Regions from separate parts of the Mus musculus genome. Here region 2 is linked to region 1. Evidence: chromatin contacts called from public HiChIP or PLAC-seq data. All regions are on one chromosome and are shown on one strand. Each heading gives the region's core, a stretch centred on a gene start, on an enhancer-like site or on the middle of the called end of the contact. The rest is flanking DNA. Distances are from core to core; before and after follow the strand shown. Region 1 has its middle 270 kb from the start of Gm32431. Region 2 overlaps Cblb (Casitas B-lineage lymphoma b).

What was found. HiChIP or PLAC-seq counts read pairs in DNA pulled down with a chosen protein or histone mark.
Region 2: a contact with region 1 is called in a RAD21 HiChIP or PLAC-seq map of pro-B cells, with 33 times the contacts expected there. The contact joins two enhancer-like sites. A contact is called at or near these places in 1 of 15 datasets of contacts at CTCF or cohesin (pro-B cells) and 8 of 484 Hi-C or Micro-C datasets (CD4 T cells, LSK cells, astrocytes and 5 more).

What each region holds. Positions count from the first base shown.
Region 1 is chr16:51,313,677-51,321,122 of GRCm38.p6, reverse strand. No RefSeq gene overlaps it. Among named protein-coding and RNA genes, the nearest start is that of Gm32431, 270 kb to the right of the region's middle. Within about 2 kb of position 5,357, at least 8 of the 459 cell types and tissues checked have an H3K27ac peak or open chromatin away from gene starts, as enhancers often do. A contact at or near this core is called in pro-B cells, where this site is marked.
Region 2 is chr16:52,162,377-52,169,785 of GRCm38.p6, reverse strand. Cblb (Casitas B-lineage lymphoma b) reads right to left here. Exons shown (of 18, transcript NM_001033238.1): 11 at 5,305-5,490; 12 at 3,435-3,797. Among named protein-coding and RNA genes, the nearest start is that of Gm23513, 61 kb to the right of the region's middle. Within about 2 kb of position 4,370, at least 4 of the 459 cell types and tissues checked have an H3K27ac peak or open chromatin away from gene starts, as enhancers often do. A contact at or near this core is called in pro-B cells, where this site is marked.

The DNA.
Region 1 (7,446 bases), core at 4,108-6,607:
CTCATTTGTCAATTTTTGATGTTAGAGCATACACTATTTTTGTTCTATTCAGGAATTTTTTGCCTGTGCCCATGTGTTGGAGGCTCTTCCCCACTTTCTTTTCTATTAGTTTTAGCGTATCTGGTTTTATGTGAAGGTCATTGATCCACTTGGACATAAGCTTTGTACAAGGAGATAAAAATGGATTGATTTGCATTTTTCTACATGATACCTGCCAGTTGAACTAGCACCAGTTTTGAAAATGCTGTCTTTTTTCCACTGGAGGGTTTTAGCTCCTTTGTCAAAGATCAAGTGGCCATAGGTGTGTTGGTTCATTTCTGGGTCTTCAATTCTATTCCATTGGTCTACCTGCCTTTCACTGTACCAATACCATGCAGTTTTTATCATAATTGTTCTGTAGTACAGCTTGAGGTCAGAGATGGTGATTCCCCAAGAAGTTCTTTTATTGTTGAGAATAGTTTTCACTATCCTGGGTTTTTAATTATTCCAAAGGAATTTGAGAATTGCCTTTTCTAACTCTATGAAGAATTGAGTTGGAATTTTGATGGGGATTGCAATGAATCTGTATATTGCTTCCAGCAAGATGGCCATTATTACTATATTAATCCTACTAATCCATGAGCATGGGAGAACTTTGTATCTTCTGCGGTCTTTCATTTTTTTCTTCAGAGACTGGAAGTTCTTGTCATACAGATCTTTCACTTGCTTGGTTAGAGTCACACAACAGTATTTTATATTATTTGTTACTATTGTGAAGGGTGTTGTTTCCCTAATTTCTTTCTCAAGCATGTTTATCCTTGAGTATAGGAAGGCCACTGATTTGTTTGAGTTAATATTAAATCCAGCCTCTTTGCTGAAGTTGTTTATCAGGTTTTGGAGTTCTCTGGTGAAAATTTTTGGGTCACTTCATTATACTACCTATCATCTGCAAATAGTGATGTTTTAACTTTTTCCTTTCCAATTATATCCCTTTGACCTCTTTATGTTGTCAAATTGCTCTGGCTAGGACTTTGAGTACTAATAAGTAGGGAGAGAGTGAGCAGCCTTGTCTAGTCCCTGATTTTAGTGAGGTTGCTTCAAGTTTCTCTCCATTCAGTTTGATATTGGCTATGGTTTGCTATATATTGCTTTACTATGTTTAGGTATGGGCCTGGAATTCCTGATCTTTCCAAGACTTTTATCATGAAGGAGTATTGGATTTTGACAAATGTCTATTCAGCATCTAATGAAATGTGACATAGGTTTTTTTTCTTTGAATTTGTTTCTATAGTGGATAACGTTGATGGATTTCTGTATATTGAATCACACCTGCATTCCTGGGATGAAGCCTACTTGATCATGATGGATGAATGCTTTGGTGTGTTCTTGGATTCAGTTTGGGAGAATGTTATTGCATATTTTTGCATCTATATTCATAAGGGAAATTGATCTGATGTTCTCTTTCTTTGTTGGGTCTTTGTGTGGTTTAAGTATCAGAGTAATTGTGACTTCACAGAATGAACTCAGTAGTGTTACTTCTGTATCTAGTTTGTGGAATAGTTTGAAGAGAATTGGTATTAGGCCTTCTTTGAAGGTCTGATAGAACTCTGGTTCTGGGCTTTTTTGGGTTGGGAAACTATTAATGACTGCTTCTATTTCTTTTGGTTTTTCTGACACTGACTTAACTTTGATACCTGGTCTCTGTCTAGAAAATTGTCCATTTCATCCTTTTTGTTGAGTATAGGCTTTTGTAGTAGGATCTGATGATTTTTTTTTTTTTTTTAGATTTTCTCAGTTTCTGTTGTTATGTCTCCCTTTTCATTTCTGATTTTGTTAATTTGGATTATTTTTTCTGTGCTCTCTGGTTAGTCTGGGTAAGGATTTATCTGTCTTGTTGATTTTCTCAAAGAACCAACTCCTGGTTTGGTTGATTCTTTGTATAGTTCTACTGTTTCTACTTGATTGATTTCAGCCCTGAGTTTGGTTATTTCTTGACATCTACTCCTCCTGGGTGAATTTGCTTCTTTTAGTTCTAGAGCTTTTAGATGTGCTGTCAAGTGGCTCATGTATGCTCTCTCCAGTTTCCTTTTGGATACACTCAGAGCTAAGATTTTTCCTCTTAGGCACTGCTTTCATTATGTCCCACAAGTTTGGGTGTGTTGTGTCTTCATTTTAATTAAACTCTAGAAAATCTTTAATTTCTTCCTTTATTTCTTCTTTGACCAAGTTATTATTGAGTAGAGTGTTGTTCAGCTTCCACATGTATGTGTGCTTTCTATTGTTTTTTTTTTTTTTTTTTGTTGTTGTTGTTGTTATTGAAGACCAGCCTCAGTATAGTAGTCTGGGCTGGCATTTGTGTTCTTTTAGGGTCTTTATGACATTTTTCCAGGATCTTCTGGCTTTCATAGTCTCTGGGGAGAAGTCAGGTGTAATTCTGATAGATCTGCTTTTATATGTTACTTGACCATTTTCCCTTACTGCTTTTAAAATTCTTTCTTTGTTTTGTTCATTTGGTGTCTTAATTATCACGTGACAGTAGGAATTTCTTTTCTGGTCCAGTTTATTTGGAGTTCTTTAGGCTTCTTATATGATTATGGGCATCTCTTACTTTAGGTTAAGAAAGTTTTCTTCTATAATTTTGTTGAAGATATTTACTGGCTCTTTAAATTGGGAATCTTTCCTTTCTTCTATACCTATATGGTTTGGTCTTCCTATTCTATTATATCCTGGATTTCCTGGATGTTTTGGGTTAGAACCTTTTTGCATTTTTGCATTTTATTTGACGGTTGTGTCAATGTTTTCTATGGTATCGTCTGCATAAGATTCTCTCTTTGATCTCTTGTATTCTGTTGGTGATGCTTACATCTATGACTCCTGGTCTCTTTCCTAGGTTTTCTATCTCCAGGATTGTCTCCCTTTGTGATTTCTTTATTTTTTTTTCTATTTCCATTTTTAGATCCTAGATTGTTTTGTTTAGTTTCTTCACCTGTTTGGTTGTGTTTTCCTGTAATTCCTTCGAGGGATTTTTGTGCTTCCTCTTTAAGGGCATCTACGTGTTTACCTGCGTTCTCCTGCATTTCTTTAAGGAAGTTATTTATGTACTTCCCAAAGTCTTCTATTAGCATTATGATATGTGATTTTTTAATTAAAATCTTGCTTTTCCAGTGTGTTGTGTTATCCAGGACTGGCTGTGGTGGGAGAACTGGTTCTGATGATGCCAAGTAGCCTTGTTTTCTGTTGGTAAGGTTCTTGCTCTTGCCTTTCACCATTTGGTTATCTCTGGTGTTAGTTGGTCTTGCTGTCTCTGACTGTAGCTTGTCCTTCCTGTGGGCCTTTAAGCCTGTGTCAGCACTCCTGGCAAGACCAACTCTCTCCTGGACAGTGTTTGGGTATCGAGGGCTGTGGAATAACCTTAGCTCCTGCGTGCAGATGGAGTATGGAAGGATCGTGTCTCAGCTGTTCCACTGTTCCTGTGCCCTGTGCACTGCTGGCTCATCCCACTTTGGACAATTATTGGAGAGAAAGCAGAGATCTCACGTCTGATCACAGGAGTGCTCTCACTCCTGGGAGACCAGCTCTCTCCTGGAGGGCCTGTGTACAGAGGGTTGTGGAATTGCCTTAGCTCCCAGGTGCAGATGGAGACAGGAAAGCAGTAAATACTTAATAACTCAAAATTTTAATACTATTTGATTCTATCAAGCCATTCTTCAGTTATTAATTTGTTTGCAAGTAGATATAGGTACAGTTACAGATATAGATAGATATAGATAACCAGCTTTATTATATATACATATGTATAGCTTTAACATATAAATCTTTATATGTGTGTGTGTGTGTGTGTATATATATATATATATATATATATATATATATATATATACATACATTTCTAAATTTCTATTATGTAAGCTGCTACATCCTTCTTTCCAGGTTAGGAGATGTGTACAAACAGTTATAAACATTCCTGTCATTGAACAGCCACTATCTCCTGAAGCTGACAGGAAAAGGCCTGAAGTCAGCAAGTAATCTAGTCATCTGGGTAGGAGTAGAAACCAGATAGCAAAAGGAATGACTTCAGGTCAAAGGAGGCTTATTGGGCTTAGGAGAAACTAATTTAGAAGAGAGCAAGAAGGTGGCATGGGATTCAGGAGGAGACAAACCTGGAGGCAGCGCTGCCGTGAGTAGTTATTATCTCCCACAAGCACTCAGCCTAGCACGGCTGTGTGTCTGCTAAATATGGCTGTGTGTCTGTCTAATCTGCAGCTCGCCTTTGCTTTACTAGTGACAGCTGAGAGCATGTGGTACAGATCAGGCAGGTTTGCAAGGCTACTGTGACTCATTTTCTTTAAGGGGTCACAAAAGCAAAAAGTACAACTGACCTTGTCCACTATTAGGCAGTGTTCCCTGAAGTACAGGAGACAGTCATCACTCTTGGCTCCATGAAGATAGAATCAACAGCTTCATTTGGGTGGCAGGAAAACCTGATTGAAGATTAAATGAGTAAAAGAAAAAAATTTTAAGTAGTCTTCCTTCCTTTAAACTAATGCTAAGCTTTAGGGAAGTGTGAAACACATTTTTAAAAACAACCGATGATGAAAAAAACATACACGCAAAGTAGATTGTACTATGACCTCTGGTTAGTGTTGCTTCAGCTATCTTAGTCACACCTCATGGAATTACTGTCAGTGCTTTTAATTGGTAGCTTCTTTGGTTTCAAGCCTTCACAGCAAACATTGGAGCTTCTTTCCATTTCCTTCTGTGGGTTCTGCCTTTGCTGTTAATTTCGCCCTCCTCTGTCAAAGCTTCAGAGCACACATTATACACATAATTAGGGCTTCTTCTCTAATATTTTGAACTTTGCTGATGAAGGTCTTGGGTATTTGTTCTGCCCTTGTGTTATAACTTCTTTTTATCCCACCTCGTTAAATCTAAATGAATAGAGCCCGATTAGTTTCTTCTAGTAGCCTACATACACGTGTTTTTGATCATTAAAAACCCTGTCCTTCTACAGAAGCTCCCGCCCCCCCCCCAAAAAAAAGAAAGAAAGAAAGAAAGAAAAATAAAATAAGAGTCAACAGGAAAAACTGTACATACAAATGTGGTGTTTAATCACCTATCTCTTCTTTAACAAATTTCAGCCCGAATCTGCTGTAACACAGTAATAACTTTGAACTCAGTACAACTTCAGGATGGGAATAGTATTAACCTAAAAAGGTAGACAATAGACACTTCTCTCCTTCTGGGTGCTACAGAGACTATATTTTAACCATTCTCTGCTTAAACGCAATCTTTTGAACATTTGGTTGTTACTCCATCCTGCCCATTCAAAGGTAAAAAGTTGCTGGCAACACTGAATTTTTAATAAAAGTCTAAGAGTAGCGTTGAATAAATCACGAGTGCCCCCTAGTGTATGGAAAAAGCAACATCTAAGTACCGTTGGAGTTTGCTGATTCTGTTGCTAGAATCATTTGTTATAAAGAAATGTGATTTTCTCCAATATATCTGGGGAACCAGAGAGCTTCTGGTTTCCTCGTCAGTTTGGAGGAAAACAAAATACTACATCTTTCAAGTGATATTTTAGGCATGCTATAGTTGTAAATAGTACAATTTAATGAAACTATCGAGGGACATGAGAATAAGAAGTATGATTTTTTAAAACCTCCTCCTCCTTCTCTTCTTCCTCCTCCTCTTTCTCCTCCCTATATATAAGCAAGTGTAATATAGATGCAAGTGCATTCTCTGTATCTGGGCCTGTGTGTGTGTGTGTGTGTGTGTGTGTGTGTGTGTGTGTGTGTGTAATTGTCTTGAAATAAACGTGAATGTGAACTGTTTTCATTAATGGAATGATTAATTCAATCGCTAAACATCTATGGATCTATTCTTTTTGTCCGGAAGCATAAATAAATAGGCAAAACCATCAGCTTGAGAACACTCTGACAGTGGAAGCTGGTCCTGTCCAAGCTGAATGGAGGCTGTTAACAGTACATCTTTAAAGGTAAAACATCTTTCCTGATGTCCCAGAGACCTAAGGGAAGGGTATTTCTACTCTGCACGAGCATCCTCAGCATTTACCTTTGTACTCAGGTCTGCCATCAGGGATCGTACAGATTCCCTGAGAGTCATCACCACTTGGATCAGCAATGGCAAATAGACCTCAGAGTGTAAGTTACAAGGACCACAGTGACATGAATCAAATGTCATAGTGAAGGATTGTTAAACTCATGAGAAAACAGGAAAATCTGGTTTTTGTTTTGTTTTGTTTTTTTGACAAACAATGATAACAGTCAGCGATGATATGATATGAAACAGGAAGTTGTTTATAGAGGGCAGGTGACAAAGAGGGAGACTGAATTGATGTACAGAGTGATTTTCTGGAACTCTCTCCCAAACTAAAATAGAGGTGTTTAGGGAAGTGTTTCCCAAGGAATGGAAAATATCAACTCCAGGTGACCTAAAAGCAGAGGTCACCATACTCATAGGCAATTTATAGCTAGAGGTGGCAGTGGAAGTATCTAGTATGTTTTGACTTCTAGCTACCTTTGGTAAGTGAGCCCTTTATGCACTTTCACATAACATATTATAACCATGTCACCAGCTGTTTCTGTTTCAGAAAACTTGAATATTCTTTCCCAAATGTTTCACTCTTCATCATCACAATTTTCCTTAGAGTGTTTTTTTCTTTCTTGGGCCACTGTTTCCTAGGCTGGTACTGTAGTTCATCTGTGAGAATTATGAATCGATCATAGCATAGCCCATAGAGGAAAGCCGCTTCAACTTCAGTAGATCTGGACAGACGAATCAGTCAATCTCCCTGAATCTCGTGTGTTAACGGGGAAAACTGAATGTATTGCACACATTTATGAAACCATTCAAGAGGAAAATCAATAAAAGTTGTCCAATTATTATGATATACAATGAATTCTGTAGTATTCTTTTATATTTCCATAACAAATTTTGGTGAGGACCTATCTAAAACATTTTGTCTCGTTAATCTTTTCTGGCTAATGATTTGAAAAGCAGACCTTAAGGTATGACATAGACTATAGAGATTTAGGGGATATAAGGCAATCGGAGTACCTAAGCATACTTGGCATTTCTGACAAGCTATTGGCTCTAGCGTTTGATTAGTCTAAATTCAGTCTAAGAACAGCCTCATCCCCAGGGGTAGAAGATGCTTTCCCATTCTTCAGATTAGCATCCTCAACAATTAAAAGATACAACAAAACAACACAGAACAAATACAACCTTGTTACCTTGTTAGTACCCATTTTCTAAAGAACCAAGTGCTGGAAGTTTCTAGTACTTTATAGGAGGTTATTATGGAAGGAAAAATTAGCGTGTGGCTCCAATATTTCAGCAGTAACAAAAATGTTTAGAGAACAAATATGCTTCATATTTTTTTTGTGAACATAGTATTAGGCTATCCCCCCTCTTCCCTCCACAGTATCATGGTGACCAACTGCACAG
Region 2 (7,409 bases), core at 3,121-5,620, 850 kb before region 1:
AAGACAGTGTTTGTCACTAAGAATCAGCTGGATCCTCAGACTCTCAAGGGAACATTGTTGATGCCCAGAATTAACAACTTTAACTTTGTATCATATTTTAAAATATTTATTGCAAAGTGTGGGTTCAAACAGCAGTTTTGTTGCAACATGAAATAATCTTTGAGGATGTAAGCACAGCCACGCTAATACACACAATGGAGCACAGACCTTAAAGAGTCTGTCCTCTTAGGAGGCCTCCTCCATCCTAAATCAGATAGGGGACTAATATCCAATATATATAAAGAACTCAAGAAGGTGGGCTCCAGAAAATCAAATAACCCCATTAAAAAATGGGGCTCAGAGCTAAACAAAGAATTCTCACCTGAGGAATACCGAATGGCTGAGAAGCACCTGAAAAAATGTTCAACATCCTTAATCATCAGGGAAATGCAAATCAAAACAACCCTAAGATTCCACCTCACACCAGTCTGAATGGCTAAGATCAAAAATTCAGGTGACAGCAGATGCTGGCAAGGATGTGGAGAAAGAGGAACACTCCTCCATTGGTGGGATTGCAAGCTTGTACAACCACTCTGGAAATCAGTCTGGTGGTTCCTCAGAAAATTGGACATAGTACTACCAGAGGATCCCGCAATACCTCTCCTGGGAATATATCCAGAAGATGTTCCAACCGATAAGAAGGACACATGCTCCACTATGTTCATAGCAGCCATATTTATAATAGCCAGAAGCTGGAAAGAACCCAGATGTCCCTCAACAGATGAATGGATACAAAAAATGTGGCACATTTATACAATGGAGTACTACTCAGCTATATAATCACAAAAGAGCTCACACAATATGTACTCACTGATAAGTGGATATTAGTCCAGAAACTTAGAATACCCAACATATAAGAAACAAATTGCAAAATACAGGAAACTCAAGAAGAATGAAGACCAAAGTGTGGACACTTTGCTCATTCTTAGAATTGGGAACAAAACACCCATGGAAGAAGTTACAGAGACAAAGTTTGGAGCTGAGACGAAAAGATGGACCATATAGAAACTGCCATATCCGGGGATCCATCCCATAATCAGCTTCCAAACGCTGTCACCATTACATACACTAGCAAGATTTTGCTGAACGGACCCAGATGTAGCTGTCTCTTGTGAGACTATGCCAGGGCCTAGCAAACACAGAAGTGCATTCGCACAGTCAGCTACTGGATGGATCACAGGGACCCCAATGGAGGAGCTAGAGAAAGTACCCAAGGAGCTAAAGGGATCTGCAACCCTCTAAGTGGAACAACAATATGAACTAACCAGTACCCCCCCAGAGCTCGTGTCTCTAGCTGCATATGTATCAGAAGATGGCCTAGTCAGCCATCACTGGAAAGAGAAGCCCATTGGTCGTGCAAACTTTATATGCATCAGTACAGGGGAATGCCAGGGCCAAGAATTGGGAGTGGGTGGGTAGGAGACTGGGTGGGGGGGGGCGTGGGGGGACTTTTGGGATAACATTGGAAACGTAAATCAAATAAATACCTAATTAAAAAAATAAACAAATAAAAAAAAGAGGCCTCCTCTGAAGGAGAATTCAATCATGAGACAAAAATAAAAAATTAGGGAAGAGTTTGAATCCAAGTCCAGGGACTATCCAAGAGGTTGATTAGAAATAGGATGAAAATCCACCTCTCAGTAAGAGGTAACTTTTGTAGTTGGAATCCTCAACAGAACCAAAACTGAACCCTTTACTACTATATGAGAACTAGTGTTAATATTACAGAATATAAATCCATACCCAAAGGAAGTCTTCATCCCACTTTTCAGATTATAACATCTGAAAAAGTTAACAGCCTTGCTCTGGAAGGCCAGCTTTGTGTTTACATTTATGGCAACATCCAAAAGAACCCTGAAAGAGGGGGCCTTCAAAGAACTGGCCGTGGTGTCAACTACACTATGTATTTCTGAAGTCATTCAGAAATAACTTGTAACCTGCACCCTGAGGATAAATGTCTCTTCACATGAGAGCTTGTTTCAAGGCTCTTCCCATGACAAGCGTCACCATGCACAAATGAGCCAACAGAGACTAAAGGAGAAACACAAACTAAACCAAATCCCAGAAATTCTCTCCAGCTGGGACTCCAGGCTGTGGGAAGTCCTCTGAGGACAGGCTCTTAACGTCTAGAGGACATTACCAAACTGTTTTTTTCTATATGCATTCTCCTTACACTCACACTGTAGTGAATTAACCTTAAAGAATTGAAAACCATGCTATGGCAGCTCACTGGCAACTGTGGTTCGCAACTAATGCTCTCGGCTTTAGTATGATGCCTGTGAGAGCTGGCTCTTTTCACCACAGGATACCTGATAGACCACTGTAGGAGTGATGTTAGGAAGCAAAGTTTTCACCATCACGGTGTTTGTATACAAACATGCAAGTGCACGCACACACAGACACACGGACACAGAGACACACACAAACACACACACGTAAGTACATGGCACTGCATAGTTTCTTTGTATCTGTTCCCCTTCCTTCATGTGACACAGGGTCTCACGTTGCCCTGTCGGCCTTGAGTTCCCCAGAGTAACCTTAAACTTCTCATCCCCATTGGGATTACACCTGTGTGCCAATAAGCTGTTTTCTAAATGTCAGATGAACACATTAAATACAATCCAGAGTTTTAAAGTACTAGATTACACCTCCTAACAAAGCCAATAAAAAGCTGGGGCCAACTGAATCTGAGCTAAAGAGGTGAAATTCTTTTCAGTACAGAGGGAGAGGACACAGATCTGATCTCACAGCTAACACCAGAATAAAGCACCAGAAAGAATTTCAGGATGCTTTCTGGGGAGACCACTCAGTGTTCTAGTCTCAATGGCTGCTGGTGCTGCCTCTTCAGATGCCTGCACTCTTAGATTCGTCCCTAAATGTAGGGGAGAGAGGGTTCCTGTTTAAATGAGTGTGGGAATGTCATTATAAGGAATAGTTTGATTGGCAAACAGGAGTGAATTGGGTCATGTTTTATAAGGTGCGAGGTCCGACTCTGGACTGGATCAGAAGACTGGTTTATGATACGTGCAGTGATTCAACATTCCCGATTCTGACTGAGCAAGAAGACCTAGTCCCTTCAATAACACCGAGTTATGCATGGGGGAGGCTCTCAGCAAAACAGTGAGGAAGTGGACCTATCTCTGTCCAGCTGTCCTGTGTCTGCATCTCGTTATTATACAGGGACAGTCTTTTCCTCCCTTCCCTCGTGTTCAACGTTAAGTGAGCTCCTCACTGTCCAGAACATGGAGCTAGTTAAAGAGCACGGAGGAAGTACTGTGCCATCCAGGTACAAACAACCGACCTAAACACTGTCCGGTATCTCAGCCCCAGCAGAAAGCCTCCCAGGGAAAGCTCGAAGGCTGCTTCTCCAGCTTCTGTATTGCACATTTTCTTACCTTGGCTCCTTCTGAAGGCAAATCATGGCGTCTGTGTTTCCTCATAAGAACCTGCTCGGAGCCCATTCTACTGTGCCTCCCATTTAAGCTGGAGTTTGCGGTGACGCCAGGCTTTGGAGAGCCATCCCCGAGGATGCGACATCCCATCACCTGGTTAGTCCCGAAGGCATCCCGAGGGCACCAGGCTTCGAGGGGCATGGGCTGGTCCCGGGAAGGCACACTCTCTCCATGGTGGAAGTGTCTGCTCAGTCTATTGTCAGGTGGGATGGGGGGAGGCCTCTCTGGTGGAGGAGGTGGATCTCTCAAGGGAGGAGGGGGTGCCGGGAGTGGTTTGTCTTGTTTTCTAACCATGCATGGAGAAGACTAAAAGAGAGAGGGGACAAAACACAAATCCAAGAGAGCACGTTGTTTGTACCATGCATTGAAAAGACCTTCAGACACAGATTACTCGATTTCCATTTTAGCCACAATGCAGTATTATTACATTTCTAATAACCTTTTATGTTTCTTTTACTACTAATGAAAAATCTGAAAATTAATGAAAAACTTACATCAATGTTCCACACTAACAATTTTAAACAAATGACGATATACATGTAAGAGTTCTAGAAATCATACAGAAAAGAAATAGAAAGTTACAATTATATATTAATTATATTATCATGGCAATTATCAATGAATTTGTAAACTCCTGTGATTCCAGAGACACAAAGATTCAGAAACACAGTTTTTATTGCTTCTTCACTTTTGAAAACAGAAATTATTTGCAATATTTAGAGTCTTAAGATTCTTCTCTGTTTTCCTCTTTATAGTACAATGGCAGCCATATGGGTGGGCCCTTCGCTTTGGCAGTTTGAACAGCATTCCTAGAACAGTGAAGATCTAAATGGCAGAGCAGTTGCTGACAGACTCATGACTTTCTGGGTTCTTAAAATGAAAAGAAGAACACCTGCCAGTCTTAACTGCCAGGGGACAAATGGCGGAAGAGGAATCCTCCCAAGGGGACTCTGCACGCCCCTCAAGAGGTTTTAGTGTTTATTTAAAAGTTTATTTAATAAATAGTTTATGTTTTTACATTAGGAAATGTCAAGGAACAAGAATTTGCTGCATGTCTATATAATTCAAAGTTCTACCCTAGCCAGGAGTCATGGGATAGAAGCCAAGTTCGAGACAGCGTAAGAGAAGAAAACTGCGCTAAATGTGCTGTACTCTTTGGCAATCCTAGACTATAAGTCCATTAGCAAATCGTATTAAAGGTTTTATGAATTTACATTAATAAAATACATGCTCTTTATCATTAAAATTTCAAAGAATCCCGCATAAAACTACAATGAACCGTAGGCTTAAGTTAAAATTATGCCTTTAATATTAAACAGTAAAATAATGACTTTGCAAACATTGTAATTTGTTGTAATTAATTTCCTGGGTTGAAGCGCAGTCTGTATGATCCGTCCTCTGAGTAACCTGCAGCATGGGTGATAATGTATCACACCTCAAGCCCTTATGCCAATACACTCCCCTGGCATTTTTCTTGTTATGACATTATGAAAGTAAGTGTAAAATACCATTTGATAATAACAGCACGCAAATTATTGTAATGCATATGATGACCTTTTAAATGCATTTTATAGATATTATACCTTACACTGCTATTTACTTAAGCAAATCTGGGGTCTATAGACAGGCTCTGAGTAATTATATAACTTTCATAGTAATTTTATAGCAATAAAGCAAGGGATATGACAGCAGGCTTGGTATAAATAAAATGAGAAACTTACCACTGTTGTTATAAACAAGCCTAAGTAATATATAGGTACACAGAAAGCCCAGAGAACTGCCTGCTGTGTTCCCGAGGGAGGCGCTGACTCACCTTTGGCGAGCCTGTGGGGCTGCCACACGGAGAGCGCACGATGCCTTTCTGAATGAGATCTAGGCGGGGAGGCACTGGTGGCAGGCTGAGGTGGGGGATCTGGAGAGGGTCTGGCTGAGGCTTTCTTCTCTGGGCAAGGGGTGAGGAGCCTGGCGATGTGACTGGTGAGTTCTGCCTGTCCGTGCACTAGGAGAGAAGCAGAGAGGATGCTGGGTACCTGTGTGCAAAGGGAAGAACAGCCTGTCCTTGCTGAGGAGGACAGTGAAGGCCAGCTGCATACTTGTTAAAGTAAATGATGAATGACAGATCGGGAGATCTCAGTGGGGTCCTTGAGGGGAGGATAACCAAGGGAACAAACTGAAGGGTTTCTCTCACACCTGTAAACAGATTCTACACACTGTGCATTTATTCCACATGTTGCTCAGGGAAAACTAGGAACGGAGATCAGCCTTAAAACAAGGAGACATGTAAAACACACACAGTTCAACCAAGTATATTTTTTCCTTAAACTTCCATATGGAAAGGAAGTCCTGAAGCTAAATGCTTTTCATCAGAAGCAGCTATGCAAATCTCAGAGGGCCCGGGCATGTGCTGCAGAAGTCAAGGTTCTATGCTGCGTCACGGTCTTCGTCCTCTCTGGGAGTCACTGCTCAAGCTACACTTAGGGGATGGTGAATGACATTCCCCCTTGTAAATCCTTTTTTAAAAAAAAAATCATCTGAGCGGCCACTAGGTAAGCATCCAAAGATATGATGCCATTATGTGTAAGAGTTGTCTTGTATTCCTCTTACGTACAACAGCACTATTCACAGCAGCCAAGATATGGAATCACTGTGTCTACCAATGGATAAAGAATGTGGAGTATTATTCAGGGATATCTGTGGTGACATGCATAGAGGGTCCTATGGGCTAAGGCAGATACTAAAAGGCAGATGCTGTGCATTCTCTATGTGAAAGTGAAAAAAAAGCCCACTCACAGGACAGCAGAAACAGTGAGCACCAGAGGGTAGGACTGGGATAGATGGGTGTTTGGTAATGAGTATGAAAATGAACCTAACAGTGCAGGTGAGTGCTAGTATCCCACAGGACAGGACATAGGATAGCTACTGTCTGAAATGTCCTCACAAGGACTTAGTAAAGCGGAGAGCTACATACTGCCCGCCAAGTGAGATGTCAGAAACTGGTGACACCCTGGGGTTAGACAGCTAGAAATTCATGTGCAAACCAAAGTTGTCATACTTATGACAGTATGAAAGAACTGTGCTAATTAAAAATAAATAGGGAGAAAAAGAATTTGCAGTGGTACGTAAGAGAAGCATCTTCTCCCACTGCTTATGTGCAATTTCACCATCACAGCAAAAAACCGCTAATATCGCTTAAAGTACTGAAATCAGCATAAATATTAAGAATAGAAGTCTTCTATTACAAACATATTAAAACAGAAACACTTGGTGGATTGTTTTCTTGTACTAACAGTGATCAATACGAAACCAAATTTAGAAGTGACTTTTCTATGATCATGTTTTTCTAAGGCAGAGTTTAAAAGTCAGAAACCCCAAATTATAATGTGCAAAGTTTAGAAGTATGCATATTGGCACATTCTTTGTAACTGATAATGTTTCCCTGGACATGGTGCCAATTTCCACACATGTTTTTCAATTTGTTTCACTTATTAGCTCTCTAATGCAAATAATATATACTTTCACTATGTAAACTTTAAATTAATTCCTACAAATTGCTATTGATGCTTGTTACTTACCAAAAATGCAGTTTTGAATCTGCTCTACACTGCTTAGCACTATACCAAGAGAATCTAACCACCATTAAATATGATCCCAGAACGCAGTTCTCAAGGTGCTTTGAATAGATACCCTGGCATTTAACAATCATTACCCTGCTGTGAGGACTTGTTCTGGGCTCATTGTCTGTCTGTATTATAATGTAGCCTTAACATTAGACTTTAAAGAAAAGACCATACAGATTTTCCATTACAGAATAAGTGACAGACAGACTTACTGAGAAATTAACTATTATGTGTGGCATTAATACAAAGAATTTATGATATAACATTCAAACCATTCACACTGGGGAGAACGGGCCATTCT